Regions from separate parts of the Mus musculus genome. Here regions 2, 3 and 4 are each linked to region 1. The links are chromatin contacts, called in public Hi-C and HiChIP or PLAC-seq maps. All regions are on one chromosome and are shown on one strand. The core of a region is the stretch at or near the end of the contact, and the rest is flanking DNA. Distances in the headings are between cores, read along the strand shown.

Evidence for each region. Hi-C and Micro-C count contacts between places; a contact is called where the count stands out from the background. HiChIP or PLAC-seq counts read pairs in DNA pulled down with a chosen protein or histone mark.
Region 2: an H3K4me3 HiChIP or PLAC-seq map of bone marrow-derived macrophages shows a contact between it and region 1, with 3 times the contacts expected there. The contact joins two enhancer-like sites. A contact is called at or near these places in 8 of 39 promoter capture datasets (the C10 cell line, cranial neural crest, embryonic stem cells and 5 more), 1 of 15 datasets of contacts at CTCF or cohesin (pro-B cells), 12 of 484 Hi-C or Micro-C datasets (the G1E-ER4 cell line, bone marrow-derived dendritic cells, cerebellar granule neurons and 5 more), 10 of 115 datasets of contacts at active chromatin or transcription factors (CD8 T cells, the SCID.adh cell line, astrocytes and 7 more) and 2 of 9 other capture datasets (bone marrow-derived macrophages and embryonic stem cells).
Region 3: a Hi-C map of uterus shows a contact between it and region 1, with 3 times the contacts expected there. The contact joins two enhancer-like sites. A contact is called at or near these places in 13 of 39 promoter capture datasets (the 3T3-L1 cell line, 3T3-L1-derived adipocytes, the C10 cell line and 8 more), 1 of 15 datasets of contacts at CTCF or cohesin (large pre-B cells), 10 of 484 Hi-C or Micro-C datasets (B cells, the G1E-ER4 cell line, embryonic fibroblasts and 5 more), 3 of 115 datasets of contacts at active chromatin or transcription factors (bone marrow-derived dendritic cells, embryonic stem cells and neural progenitor cells) and 1 of 9 other capture datasets (bone marrow-derived macrophages).
Region 4: a Hi-C map of uterus shows a contact between it and region 1. The contact joins two enhancer-like sites. A contact is called at or near these places in 7 of 39 promoter capture datasets (3T3-L1-derived adipocytes, cranial neural crest, embryonic stem cells and 4 more), 3 of 484 Hi-C or Micro-C datasets (pre-B cells and uterus) and 1 of 115 datasets of contacts at active chromatin or transcription factors (bone marrow-derived macrophages).

The regions. Positions count from the first base shown.
Region 1 is chr10:44,606,028-44,609,141 of GRCm38.p6, forward strand. The region is part of intron 2 of Gm35154 (a long non-coding RNA gene); the gene reads left to right. Among named protein-coding and RNA genes, the nearest start is that of Gm35154, 8.7 kb to the left of the region's middle. Within about 2 kb of position 1,579, at least 70 of the 459 cell types and tissues checked have an H3K27ac peak or open chromatin away from gene starts, as enhancers often do. A contact at or near this core is called in the SCID.adh cell line, bone marrow-derived macrophages, pro-B cells and 1 more, where this site is marked.
Region 2 is chr10:45,001,264-45,004,377 of GRCm38.p6, forward strand. No RefSeq gene overlaps it. Among named protein-coding and RNA genes, the nearest start is that of Gm40639, 21 kb to the right of the region's middle. Within about 2 kb of position 1,633, at least 85 of the 459 cell types and tissues checked have an H3K27ac peak or open chromatin away from gene starts, as enhancers often do. A contact at or near this core is called in the SCID.adh cell line, bone marrow-derived macrophages and pro-B cells, where this site is marked.
Region 3 is chr10:44,324,449-44,327,562 of GRCm38.p6, forward strand. All of the region lies in intron 6 of Atg5 (autophagy related 5), which reads left to right. Among named protein-coding and RNA genes, the nearest start is that of Mir1929, 34 kb to the right of the region's middle. Within about 2 kb of position 1,448, at least 41 of the 459 cell types and tissues checked have an H3K27ac peak or open chromatin away from gene starts, as enhancers often do. A contact at or near this core is called in bone marrow-derived macrophages and uterus, where this site is marked.
Region 4 is chr10:44,885,843-44,888,956 of GRCm38.p6, forward strand. No RefSeq gene overlaps it. Among named protein-coding and RNA genes, the nearest start is that of Gm40638, 56 kb to the right of the region's middle. Within about 2 kb of position 1,644, at least 56 of the 459 cell types and tissues checked have an H3K27ac peak or open chromatin away from gene starts, as enhancers often do. A contact at or near this core is called in uterus, where this site is marked.

The DNA of each region.
Region 1 (3,114 bases), core at 329-2,828:
GCATCTCTAAATTGTCCTGACCACTTTCTCAAGAGTTCTCACATCTTCCTTTCCTCCTGCTCTTGATACTCAGTCTGCTGCTCAAGCCTGAAAGATGATGTGGCAAGTTGTCTGGCTCCTTTCTCCCCCCTCACACTGGTGAGTGAATTTAGAAATGCACATTTTTATTGTCATACGATTGATAACATTTCTGAAGTGCTTAATGGCCTCTCTTCCTTCTATTCATTCTCCCTTGAATACACCACATAGAGATATCCAATTAGTCTTCTGAAGTTACAACAATGACCAGCCCGGCCAGATAAGCCCATGGGTGCAATAGTAGCACACTAACAGGGCAACCAACTGCTTCTGATTGGACTTAAGGTCCACTCTCCTGAAGAAAACACATGTGATATTATTAATATGGTCAAAATTTGTGCCTGGGGAGCTTATAGGCTATAGGAGAGAGCCTAGTACTATGATTTTACTAATTAGACATTGTTTCAAACTGACTTCTAAGTACATATCTCTATACTTGCAGATCAGTACAAGTCTTGGATCTAAACAGAGAAGCACATTGTTCAGTAGATGATGGTTAATGTTGAGACTTATAGCCTGTCAATGTATTAAGTGATAAGTTTCTGTCACATATAGGACATCTAGACCATAGTCCCCTATAATCTGAAGCTTAAGGAACATCCTGGAAAAGGGAGTAGAATGATTATAATAGCCAGAGGCCAGGGAGGACTGGAGCAGAACAGCATCTTCTAGACATGGCAGGACTGTTATTAACTTCTGGACATGACTCACGAGCTCGGAGCAGCTGTAGTCAGCTGCACAAGATCTACAGAAGACTGAGCTGGTCAACCTCCCAGCACGGATGGGAGGGGTCTGTGAGCCCCCAGCCCAACTGAGAGACTATTAGTAGTTGATGGCTGCTAGGGTAGGGAGAAGTAGTTTTCCCCAGGGGAGTGGTCCCTGGTTGGTTGCCCATGCTAATGCATGCATCCATCCATATAGACATATGCATATATATGTAGTACTAATTGGACTCAATGGGTTGTAAAAAAAAAACAGATGTGAAGTTGGGAGGGGGTTATGGAGGACAGATCTGGACAAGGTAGACTGGGGAGTATGGGTGAATATGGCTGAAGTATACTATATGCATGTATGAGGTTCTCAAAGAATAAGTAGGAAATTAACTCAGAAAAATAAATACATGTGGTAAGGATATGTCTATATCTCCCCTGTTGAAATAGCCTCACATTGGTGTTTAGACCCCAGAAAGGTACTTTATAGAGTTCCAGCACTTGGCAGCTGGTAATATGTGGGAAATGTTATTACATAAACCCCAGTTTGGGGTAAGAGACAGGTGGTATTTTTGAAGTCAGTGTCAACATGAGGATGTAGCCACAGTGACCGCCTCCAGCCCATCTGCAGGGACATTTCTGTCTCCAGTAAATACATCCCCTCTCTCCACTTGCTTTGACTGCCTCCCCAGGTTCCCCTTTTTTAACCTCGAGTTTCAACTTGATGAGTCATCAAAAGGACTGGGTCACCGATTTCTACCTGGCAAGAACTTCTGAAGCTGTGGCTGTTTTCTGGCCTTATCTCATCTGGCTGACGTCCATTAAACAAATACTGGGAGACTTTCATGCTCCAAGTACTATGCTAAGGAACAGAATTAAAAAAAAAAAAAAAGCCAAACAAGAAACAGCTCCTGCCTTCCTTCATGGGGCTTCCATGCTGAAACCCTCACCGCTTATGCAGAACTGTGAGGTCTCTTGAAAGGTTCTGCTGAGTGAGTTTAAGCTGGGAGCCTGAGAAGGTTCCCTGAGGAAGCAAGCCAAGCTAAGAGCTCTGGGTTAAGTAGGTGTTAAGCAGGAACGGAAGGAAGGGAGAGCGATCTAGATTAGTGTTTGATTAAGTAACTTGGTGCCGTAGCCTAGAAAAGTGACACAGAAAATTAACTATCACACATGTAACCAATTAGTCTTGATCCTGAGAGTAACGGGAAATTCTGCAGGCTGTTCAGAGTGATGTGATTAGACCCGTGTTTCTCAAATGTACTTGACACTGTTAGACGGTGTTTGGTGTTACTTTTTCTCTGCAGTCCTTGGATGCCGTAAGACACATCGAGGCACTCTTTCTTTCCCGGGGCTATCCCTGTCTCACATGGATTTGTCTCTTAGGTACATACCTGTGATCTCGAAATGACTTCTTACACAGCACATATCACTCCATGTTTTATTTTGTGTTACTGTTTCTTTTTCCAAGCATATTGGAAGGTTTTTGGAGACAGGAACCATATCTTGTTTCCCAGTGCATCCATAGTCCCTTGAACAGTTCCTGGCACATGACACACATCCGGTAAGAGTCTACAGTCAATCTCTTGAGTTCAGGGCCTTAAGAAGAATTAACCATGGGTGTGTGTGTGTGTGTGTGTGTGTGGTGAGGTAGCTCAGTGCCTAAAAATGCAAAGCTGACAGCCTTAGTTCATTCCCTAGAACCCATGCGAAAAGTCAGGTGTATGTTGTCCCAGCACACCCACAATGAGATGGGCGTTAGAGATCCGAGACCCTCCTGCAATCTTGTGGATCAGCGAACTAAGACCATACAGTGTGGCAGAAACAAGAGACACCCTTCCTCAAGAAAGTGACAGAAGAAAAATGACTCCCAATATTGGTCCTCTAGCCTCCACATGTAGTGTATGGAATGCGCGCGCGCGCACACACACACACACACACACACACACACACACCGACCCTCCCAAAAAGCCAGACAGAAATAAAATAAAATTAAAAATAATAATCATTTCAGAAAATGTACAATAGTTTATGCCTTACATCTAGTTTTCAATGACATGGTGATAGTTGCTCTTGTATGTATCTTGTAGAGATGGCCTATTCTTGAATATAATGATTTCTTGCACAAACTTTAAATTTTGGAACAAGTTTATCTTTATTGAAAAGTTGCAGAGATAGTGCAGGAAGCTGCTGTATGCCAGGTCCCCAATGCCAACATCTTGTATCCCTGTAGTCTAGTCTAAAGACAAAGAAATTCGCAAAGGTATGTTACTGCCTAATAAAGTACAAATTGTATTTTTCCTCCACCATTTTTTCTGCTTTGGAAACA
Region 2 (3,114 bases), core at 383-2,882, 400 kb after region 1:
AAGGAAAATAAATTCTGAGTTCAGAACTTATATGCCTCAAAGATCTTTTTTAAAAGAAAGGGGACAACATCCTGTAACCGAAAAGAAAAAAGAAAAAACTGCACAGGCTGGAGGAAAAAGAGCCGGTTTCACATGTTAAATGAGAATTCAGTTAGAAATATTTTTACCCAGTTGGTAGTTTTTACTGAGAAGAGATAAGAATGTGCTGTGTTGTGATAAGAGGAGCTAGCTGTAGGTAGACCAGCAGGCCGGAGGCCATCATGCAGGAGAGATCAGAACTTCAATGAAGAATGAGACAGAAACGCCTAGAAAAGTGGGGTGTACTGTTCTGAACTCAGAATTTATTTTCCTTTCTTAAATTAGCATAGACAGAGTGTGCTGACTCATTTCACTTGCTAGAGAGTGTGTTTGTTTTCTAAGGGGACTGAATCTCAGGAGCTGCTGGGATTTTAAGTTTGTTTCTTTGTTTCTTCTTCCATCCTTTCAAAAACTCTCATTCTGCTCAATTGTTTTTAAAATAATGTTTCCTTTGACAAAAAGTGGCAATAAAATGCAGACAGCCTGGAAAGGCTATTAAAGAAATAATCCACGATGAGTTCATTAATTAAAGTATAAGAATGTGCATCAGGGGTTGTCATGCAGGCTTCAGGGTGTTTGTGGAACTCCCTAACAAGAAAGATCTATAGTGTGTGTGTGTGTGTGTGTGTGTGTGTGTGTTTCTGAATTCTCAAAGAATCCCATAAAAAACAAACAAACAAACAAACAAATCCAACTACACAGGAATCTGCACATAGACAAAAACCAACCACATTGTCATAGATGTGCCTCAGAGTGGTCTGACTTCAGAGACTGCATAGAAAAGCCCCACAGAGTCATCAAGCCATGTCTAGGGCATCTCACAGAGCAGATGCTAACCTCCAGAGTCACAGGCTTCCCTGTGCATTGTGCACTAGAATAAAGGTGTGGTGGGTGTCCTGCTTATACCTTGAGGGCATATGGGTGCACACAGTCCTCATCAGCTGCAGGGATGAACAACTCGCTCTCACCACTTCCCTCCATGTGAATGTACAAAAGGCCACTTATGCTCAAAATTTGAACATAGTAGTAATTATTTTTTTTTATCCCCACAGATTAGCCAGTAAAATTCAGAATTTAACCACAACAACAGAAATACCTTTAACTTTTAGGAGTCAAACACCTACTCAGTATACACAGTTGTTACAAAATATCAATTCAAGGGAGTTTTCTCTGCCACTTAAAGTTTATGGTGATTATTAAATAAACAGACCTTTGCTTCATTTGAAAAGGGATTTGTTTAAATACTACTTATTTGAAGATCATTAAGTCTCTGGAGTTCAAGGATATCGAGGGTGGTGACTGCCTCCCGGAGCTATCTAACTTCTTTTATGATGTCAGCTTTCCCAGAGATTTTATTTAACAAATGACTTCACTGTGGAGAAAAGCTGTCATATTAATCTATCTGTCCTAGCCTTCACCTTCCAGCCTCACTGTGATCATGTAAGAGAAGTCTGAGGGGTAAAGAGAGAACCCACACTACCCATTAGCAGTCCCCTGTCAGGTGGCACGTGATCCTGTGTCAGCACACTCGGCTCCTCAGCTGCGGACTCCCTGGTCTTTCCTTCTCAGACAGACACCACCATGATTGAAGTTTACAAAAGGCAAGCTGTACAGGGCATCTGACACTCTGCAAAGCTTGCCACCTTTTCTGTTTTCTGTTTATCTTTCCCTTTGCCAGAGTCTGTAAGAAGCTTTCATGGCTGAGAAAGTAAGTCTTTGAGTCATAAGAACAAGGTGAAGGTATTTAGAGGGAAAAAAAGCTTGCCAGGTTTAAAAAAAAAAAAACCTGTATTCCCTTACTAAGACAATTTTAAAACCTCAAATATTACAACCACAAACTGTTCGTGCAGATGAAAATGAAAGTAGGCCACTTAAAGAGAGTTTTGTCTAAACTAAAGCAAATGCATTGCGTCATTATTTTAAGCATTGGGATTAACAGGCTACCAAACGGTTTCTTTGAAATTAAGAAGGCAGCATTTTAAATATTACATCTGAACGTGTTGTGTCTCCTCTAAGGGACACGCAGAACCTGAGTGGCTGATGTCTCTATGCCCTCTCCCCAGCCCCTGAGGACCACACTGCCCTTCCTGCCTGCGCCTACTTGGCTCTGGGCCAGCAGCTTTCAGGGCCCCTTCATTAGGAGCTCCTGGCAATGTGGTTCAAATGTGAAATTTCCATCTCCCCTCCACAGGCAGCTAGGCAAGGGCAAAGCAGTTGGGACATGCTTGACACATGAATTTGAAAAGGGAAGAGGAGAAGGAGGAAGAGGAGGTAAGCCTTCAAAACTATATCTATCAAAGTGAAAGTCAGGAAAAATTAGGCCATCCACCTGACTGGGGCTGCCAAAGAGTTAGGTGAAAGTGCCTTTCAAGGACGTCCTACATAAAATTCAGTATGCTAGTTAACAGGACAGCCAGGTGCCCCAAGCTGTCTGAGGAACACAAGCACATTGAAAATAAAGACACTCACTAATAACCCCCATACTTTAATGTTTTAGGATTCTCTTTGATTTCCTATGGAACCTGGTTAGCCCAGAGAGGACTAGAATACATGTGGTAGTGGTGGTGGTGGTGGTGGTGGTGGTGGTGGTGGTGGTGGTGGGTGTGTCAAGTTGAAAGTTGTGTGTGTGTGTGTGTGTGTGTGTGTGTGTGTGTCTAGGGGGATGTTTATAAACTGAATTTCCATTAGTTGATAGTCACATTTTGAGCCCACTATAGGTTGAGACATGCAGGGAGAAATAATAATGTCCGCTCATGAACGTGCTTTGGAGGCAAGCCATACCACCACTGAAGTAAGCCCTCAGCTGAACTTGACTGAGCAGGTCCACACCTCGTTAAGTAACACCAGTTGCCATTGTAGTCAGTGATGTCAGTCAAATACCAGAAGCAGCGGGCTAATTTTGGATGCTTCCCTGCCTTCTCGGAAGCACAGAGACACGTGTGTGCTGTGCACATGTGCACAGGTGGCTCTCAGTTAGCTGCTAGTCTGTGTCCTCCCCACACTGATAGCCCACAACTAATTTCTACTTGATTTTGG
Region 3 (3,114 bases), core at 198-2,697, 280 kb before region 1:
ACCAGAATCTATTTCTCGATGGTTTCTATCTCTTATTTAATATTCTAGTTTACTCTTACTTTTGCTAAGAACTTATTTTTCTCTCTCTCTGTGTGTGTGTGTGTGTGTGTGTGTGTGTGTGTTTGTGTTTGTGTTTGCTTGCATGTGTGTGTGCCATGTGCATGCCTGGTGCTGTGTGAGGACAGAAAGGGCTTTGGGCTGTCTGGAGCTGGAATTATGAGCAGTTGCAAGTCACCACATAGGTGCTGGCAAGGGAACCCTGGTCCTCTGCAAGAGCAGACCAGCTCTCCAGCCCTACAAGTTCTTTTTATTTAATTTTAGCTTTCAATTTTCAGTTAGCTGTGACTCGGCTTATGTTTTCTTTTGCTTGGTGGAGTGAGGTGGTCTCATGTAGCCTAGGCTAGCCTTGTCCTGCGTAGTTCAGGCTGCCCCTAAACTCTTTTTAAGAACTGTAATCACAGGTATGAGCCACCATGCTTAGCTCTATCTCTTTATCTTCATAATCTCTATTGTTTCCTTAAATACATTTTCCTACTTCTTTAATTATTTTCACATTTTTAAAAATTTCATTGTATTAAAAAATAGTTCTGTAAAAGTCCCTATCTAGCTTGCTCAAGTCCAGTGTGTGTGATTTTACAGTTGTCAGCCTATTTCCTTATTTCCTTGCTTGGGTTATAATTTGTATGGTCATCTGACAATTTCAAAAGATTCTTTAAATGCCTAGAATAGTACATCTCTCTGTTCTCTCTCGTGTGTGTGTGTGTGTGTGTGTGTGTGTGTGTCCACGCGCGTATGTGCTTGCTTGTGTTGCATGACTAAAGTATGCAAACAACCAGTGTATAAGCTGGCTTTCCTTTTTATATGAAGATAAAGTCACCACAGACATGAGTGCAGTTCTGTTCCGTGTCTGTTTCTTCTAGATTACCATTGATGTGTTGGGGCCTTTATACCAGTTCAGTTTCTTATTTCTAGATTTTCCTATTCAATTTTTTTGACTAACTTGTTTGCTATTGCTGTTGTCTTCTAGTAGCTATGAAGTTTTAAAACTTTTTTTCACTGAGTAAGCTTGATGTCTGACCAGATAAATCCTAGGACAGACAAATGACAGTTTTCTGAGAAAGAACTCAGCCCCATTCTGGCCCTTCCTCTAGTGACAATGCTGCCATGATCCCAGGCCGAGGACGCACATGGCCCACTGGGAAGCTTTGGCCTGAGGTGGAATCTCAGAAAGCTAAAGTGGGATGACGTCTCTGGAAACAGATGTTCCCTGAGCTGTTGCAAGAGCAAGTTAATTTTAAGAAACACTGGTTAGTGTTTTAGTTTTCTTCTCTTGTGTGAAGAACCCTGACAGAAGCGTCGTTTGGGAAGGAGGAAGGCTTCTGACTCGCAGTCTAGGGTTCAGTGCTTCATGGTGGGAAAGTGAAGGCAGCTGATTGCATCACATCCACAGTCAGGAATAGAGCCGTGAGCTCCTGCTGCTGCTCCTACCTCAGTTAGAGCAATGAACCCAAACCCCACAGGCATGCCCAGAGGCCAGTCTCCATGGTGACGGCCCATTCTAACCACAGCAGTGTTCTCCTTGCTTGGTGGAGAGGTCATGTGATAGGCCGACACTCCATTACTGAAGAAGGCATCTCTACTACCTCTAAGGCTTGATGAATGGATTTTGTAGAAATTTGGAGAAAACGATAAAGATGAAGTGTTTCCTAGAGTTTTTTTTGTTCTTGTTTGACTGGAGTGAGGAGTTATTTTAAGACAGTGTCTGACTGTAACCCTGACCAGCCCATAAGTTGCTGTGTGTTGGCATTGAGCTCTGTCTCTGGAATTGAAGGTGTACATGCCTGGCTGCTATCTCTGTTAATGATTTCTAAAGTGCAAAACGTTCCACTGAGTACTCGACCTTAAGGATAAGAGTCGGGCTGGAGAGGTGGCTCAGCAGTTAAGAGCACTGGCTGCTCTTCCAGAGGTCCTGAGTTCAATTCCCAGCAACCACATGGTGGCTCACAACCATCTGTAATGGGATCTGATGCTGTCTTCTGGTGTGTCTGAAGACAGTGACAGTGTACCCACATACATGAAGTAAATAACTAAATCTTTAAAAAAAAAAAAAAAAGGAAAAGGAAAAGAATAAGAGTCTGTCATGTTAGATGCCCAGGGATTGCCTTCTCTACCAACCTGCAGCTTATAGCTAATGCCCCTACCCTGGACAGTCTGAAAGAATAACCCTGTAGCATGGAGCATGGCCGTGGTTAAAATAGAGAGGCTTCAAGCCATGCAGGACTGGGATCTCAGGCTTGGAAAGCAAGTTTCAGGACAGAGCAGGCCAGCTGTTCCCAAGCTGTGGTTCACAATCCTATGGGGGGGGGGGGGGTCACATATCAGATAGCCTGCATATCAGATATTTATATTACTATTCATAACAGTAGCAAAATTACAGTTATGAACTAGCAATGAAATGATTAAATAGTTAGGGGTCACCACAACATGAGGAACTATACTAAAGGGTTGCAGCATTAGGAAGGTTGGGAAACACTTGGGCACTTATGTCTCATTTCTGGATCTTCTTCATCTAAAAAACTCTGATTGTAGTATTTTGTTACTGTGGAGATGAAATGCGCCTGCTTCACTGTAATGTCTCAGAATGCTTGGTGTGGAAAAGAGGTACAGATGCTATCTAATCAGCTGTGCACTGGGCAAGTTGAGTTACCTTAGATCATACTATTGTTGCAAATTAATGTTTGTCAGGCTTTCTGTATTTCTGGCGAGTGGAATACGTGTGATGAGTTGTTCATGACACGAGGCTGTGTGTGCGCTGCTGTATTTGTAGTGTCTACCACAAGCAGCGTAAGCCTGTGCTTCCGTTTCCTCTTTCTTTCCCTGCAAGTCCGCAGACTCGGGACTCTGGAGTAAGTTTTGTTCACTTTCTTTGACTCACTCATTCTAATGTCCCAGAACAACCTGCCTTAAGTCTCAGCTTTCCATTTGCATCTTACCCCTTCCTCCTCACAGAACTTGTCATGGTTCCTGTAGAACTAACTGCCTGCTGTGTTTCTTTCCCTCCAAACGATAGCTTTTTATTTTGTTTTTGAGACTGGTTTGCTCTGTAGCCAGGGT
Region 4 (3,114 bases), core at 394-2,893, 280 kb after region 1:
GTGTGCTCTCCGAGCCTTTCTGTTTCCCCCTGTACACAGTCCCGTCCATTGCTTCAAATGCCCTCCTTCATTTTTCCCATAAGAAGCTGAACTAAAGAATATATTAGGTGTGTTCCATGGTACCTAAACCTGTTTCAAAACTGGATTGAGCCATGTAATGAAAAGCAAAAGAACTCTTTCTCTGAGACAATAATTTATTTCTCTCCAGTGAGATGAATAGATCTTATTTCTAAGAGCCTCCAGCTATCTGACTGTGTGACTCACTAGCATTTTACAAGATGTATGAGAATCCTATGTCTTTAAGGTTGAAGATTCATTCCATGGGGAAGATCTTCAGTATCTTCCATGTTATACCAACGCAAGCTAAGTATACTTGACCTACTACATCTGTTCCTCTCATCTATTTGATCAAGTTCATGCTTTTGCTATTATATGCATGGAAGGGCTCTGTTGTATTTTTTATTTAGTAATGCATTCTAGCTCATATGTACATGAGGATTTTTGTTTCAATTGTGACCCTTGATCTGGAACTTTCTATTCTGTGTATAGAGAATGGAGAAATAATTGGGCAAATCGTGGCCAATCTTATAAAAGTTCACAGATGCCTCTTTGAATGCAACAGTTCATAATGATTTAAACGAGACTTTGTGCCCTAACTTTCATCTCAATATATGAGGTGGGTGGTGGGGGAGGGAGGAAGTGGATCGATGGCCAAAACTGAGTTTTGATCCCTGCTCTCACCCGGGCCCTACCCACAAACACCATCTAAAGCAAGACCAGTTGTCAGCACTTCATTCATGAGCATCATTACCAAAATTCCACAATTCACTTATGGTATCAAAGGTTTGTTTTAATGGAAATAATTTATATGGCATCTTCTCTGGGAAGAATCAGAAAGGTCCATTTGCTGTCTTGACTTTGAACATTGTGGTCTGAGTTCAGTTACATGCTTCAGAGTCAAAAGCCTGCTGCAGCCCACACTAAAATGGATGCTACAGATGTCACCCAGAACCCATGGAAACACAGAACTTAGAGTCGGGAAGGAAAGTGAAGAGGGAGGTTTTCTCTTCTGACATCTCTCTAACAACTGTGTCTAACCTGAAAATGTGGCTCCAATCCTTCTCAGAACTATTATTTTCTTTACAGCAAAGTTCTAAAAACTTGGTTTCTTTTGATTTCTCCCCCCCTGGCAGGAAAATGACACATTTGGGGCCAAGGCATTAAAGTGTGGTCTCTTGGGAAAAGGGGGGAGGGCTATTGCTCTCGAGCCCACAAACAGTTGCAGGTGCAAAAAATGTGCACACGAAAAGGGAGGTCTGGTAGAGGCCCTTTTAAAATGTGGCCTTTTAAGTTCAATAAATCTCTTTGCTCTCCCCTTTGTGAGCTGTGTGCGTTCCTCCCACACTCTAATGCACATTTCAGTCTCCAATGTGGCCTCCAGAAGGAATCTCCGTGTTTGTTGTGAAGTTTTCCGTAATTACATAATCATTGAAGTCTGTGAGGTGGCTGAAAAATGCAAACCCGGGGATTACAGTAACATAATTAGGCTGCTTCCTGTAAGAGCCAAGCTTCTCGGGTCAGGCTTTGATTGGCTGCCCTCGGACCCTTCCTTTTCCTCAGTGAATCACAGCTCAATGGGCCTTTCTGCAGGCCAACTGCTGCGAGGCATTTTAACAGCGTGCTTTTTGTGCGCCCTGAATGAGTTCTGTACACACCCTCTGCATCAGTTTGATTAAGAAGGCAGGGGCAGGGGAGCCAGAGGGCTGTGGTTTCTCGGATGCCTTCGTGTCTGTGTGGTGACAGAGCCAATGCTTACTTTGTCTGGGCCGCAGTACCTTGACTCATCTGGTGGTGTCTAGAAGCCTTGAGTCCTGGCTTTGGGGTATTGGTAGCAAGAAAGAGAAGAAAGGGCAGAGAAAAGCTGAGTTTTGCGTGTGTAATGGAATTTGGTAGCTGATGTGCATCATTCATTCTCAGGTGGGTAGGGAAGATGATATATCACAAACAACCCGCCCACAAATAGCTTTCTATTCTAGGCAGTGTCATAACCATAACCCAAACCTAACCCTTTCTATTATGGGCTACATTGGCCCATAGGATCTACTTCCTCCTCTCCTAACCACTCTTGGAAATGGGAAATGATTCTTCTTGAGCTTCTGTGTCCATCTTTCTCCTCCTTTTGATAATCTCAGCGCACATGGAGGCCTCAGAAAAGTATAAAGTCCAGGTAACACTGATTACTTTGAAAATAAGGATAGTCATTTAGGAAACTTAAAAAAAAAAACACTTGATTTGGTGGATTCTTATTAAAAATCATCAATTGCTCATCAGTGGTCCCAAGTCAGGGGAGCAGCTGTCAAGTAAGGGAAGATGACCAGAAGGAAATCTTCCCCTTAATTTAATCCTGCACCAATGAGCAGAATAAGATGTCAGAGTTTTTTGTTTGGAAAAAAAAAATAGTAGAGTAGTTCAAATGGAGACAGACATCTAATTGTCAGGAGCATCCAATGGACTTGATGGCCACAGCATTTCTCTTAAGCAGATAGCTCGTTCATCACAGTGGGTAAAGGCCCAAGTGGGAATGTTCTGAAAGTCTTTCCTCTACTTTGGAAGATTCTCTTGCTCTGTTTTCAAGAACCCTTCAGGTCTTCTCATCCATTCTGTTGGGTTTCCTCGCAGAGAAAATTCCAGTTTCACTAAATATTCTTTCTTTGTGTCTACACTTTCAAAGTCTTAACATAACTGTGTTTCTTGATACACATTTCCTAAGTGAGGGTGTCTTTAGGAAGTGAACAAAGCACTGCAAATTTTGACTGAATCACGTTTTTGAAAATAGTGCTTTGTCCTCCTCTCTGTCAACGCCAAAAACCAAAGCTCTTGCTGATATACAGTACATCTAAACTATCCATGGGGGAGCTAAGCAACCATAAAGAAATGAAAGATTGCCTTTGCTGTATAAGTTGAAACTAGTATAAGAAACTTAGATTATATTAGAATTCTCTTCATTTTAGTTATCTCAAAAATATTTCAGTAGGGCCCTTAAAAGTAAAATAAAACTAAGTTGCTGCAAATATGATTCAGGTTGAAAGGAGACATACTCATGTCAATGCGTGT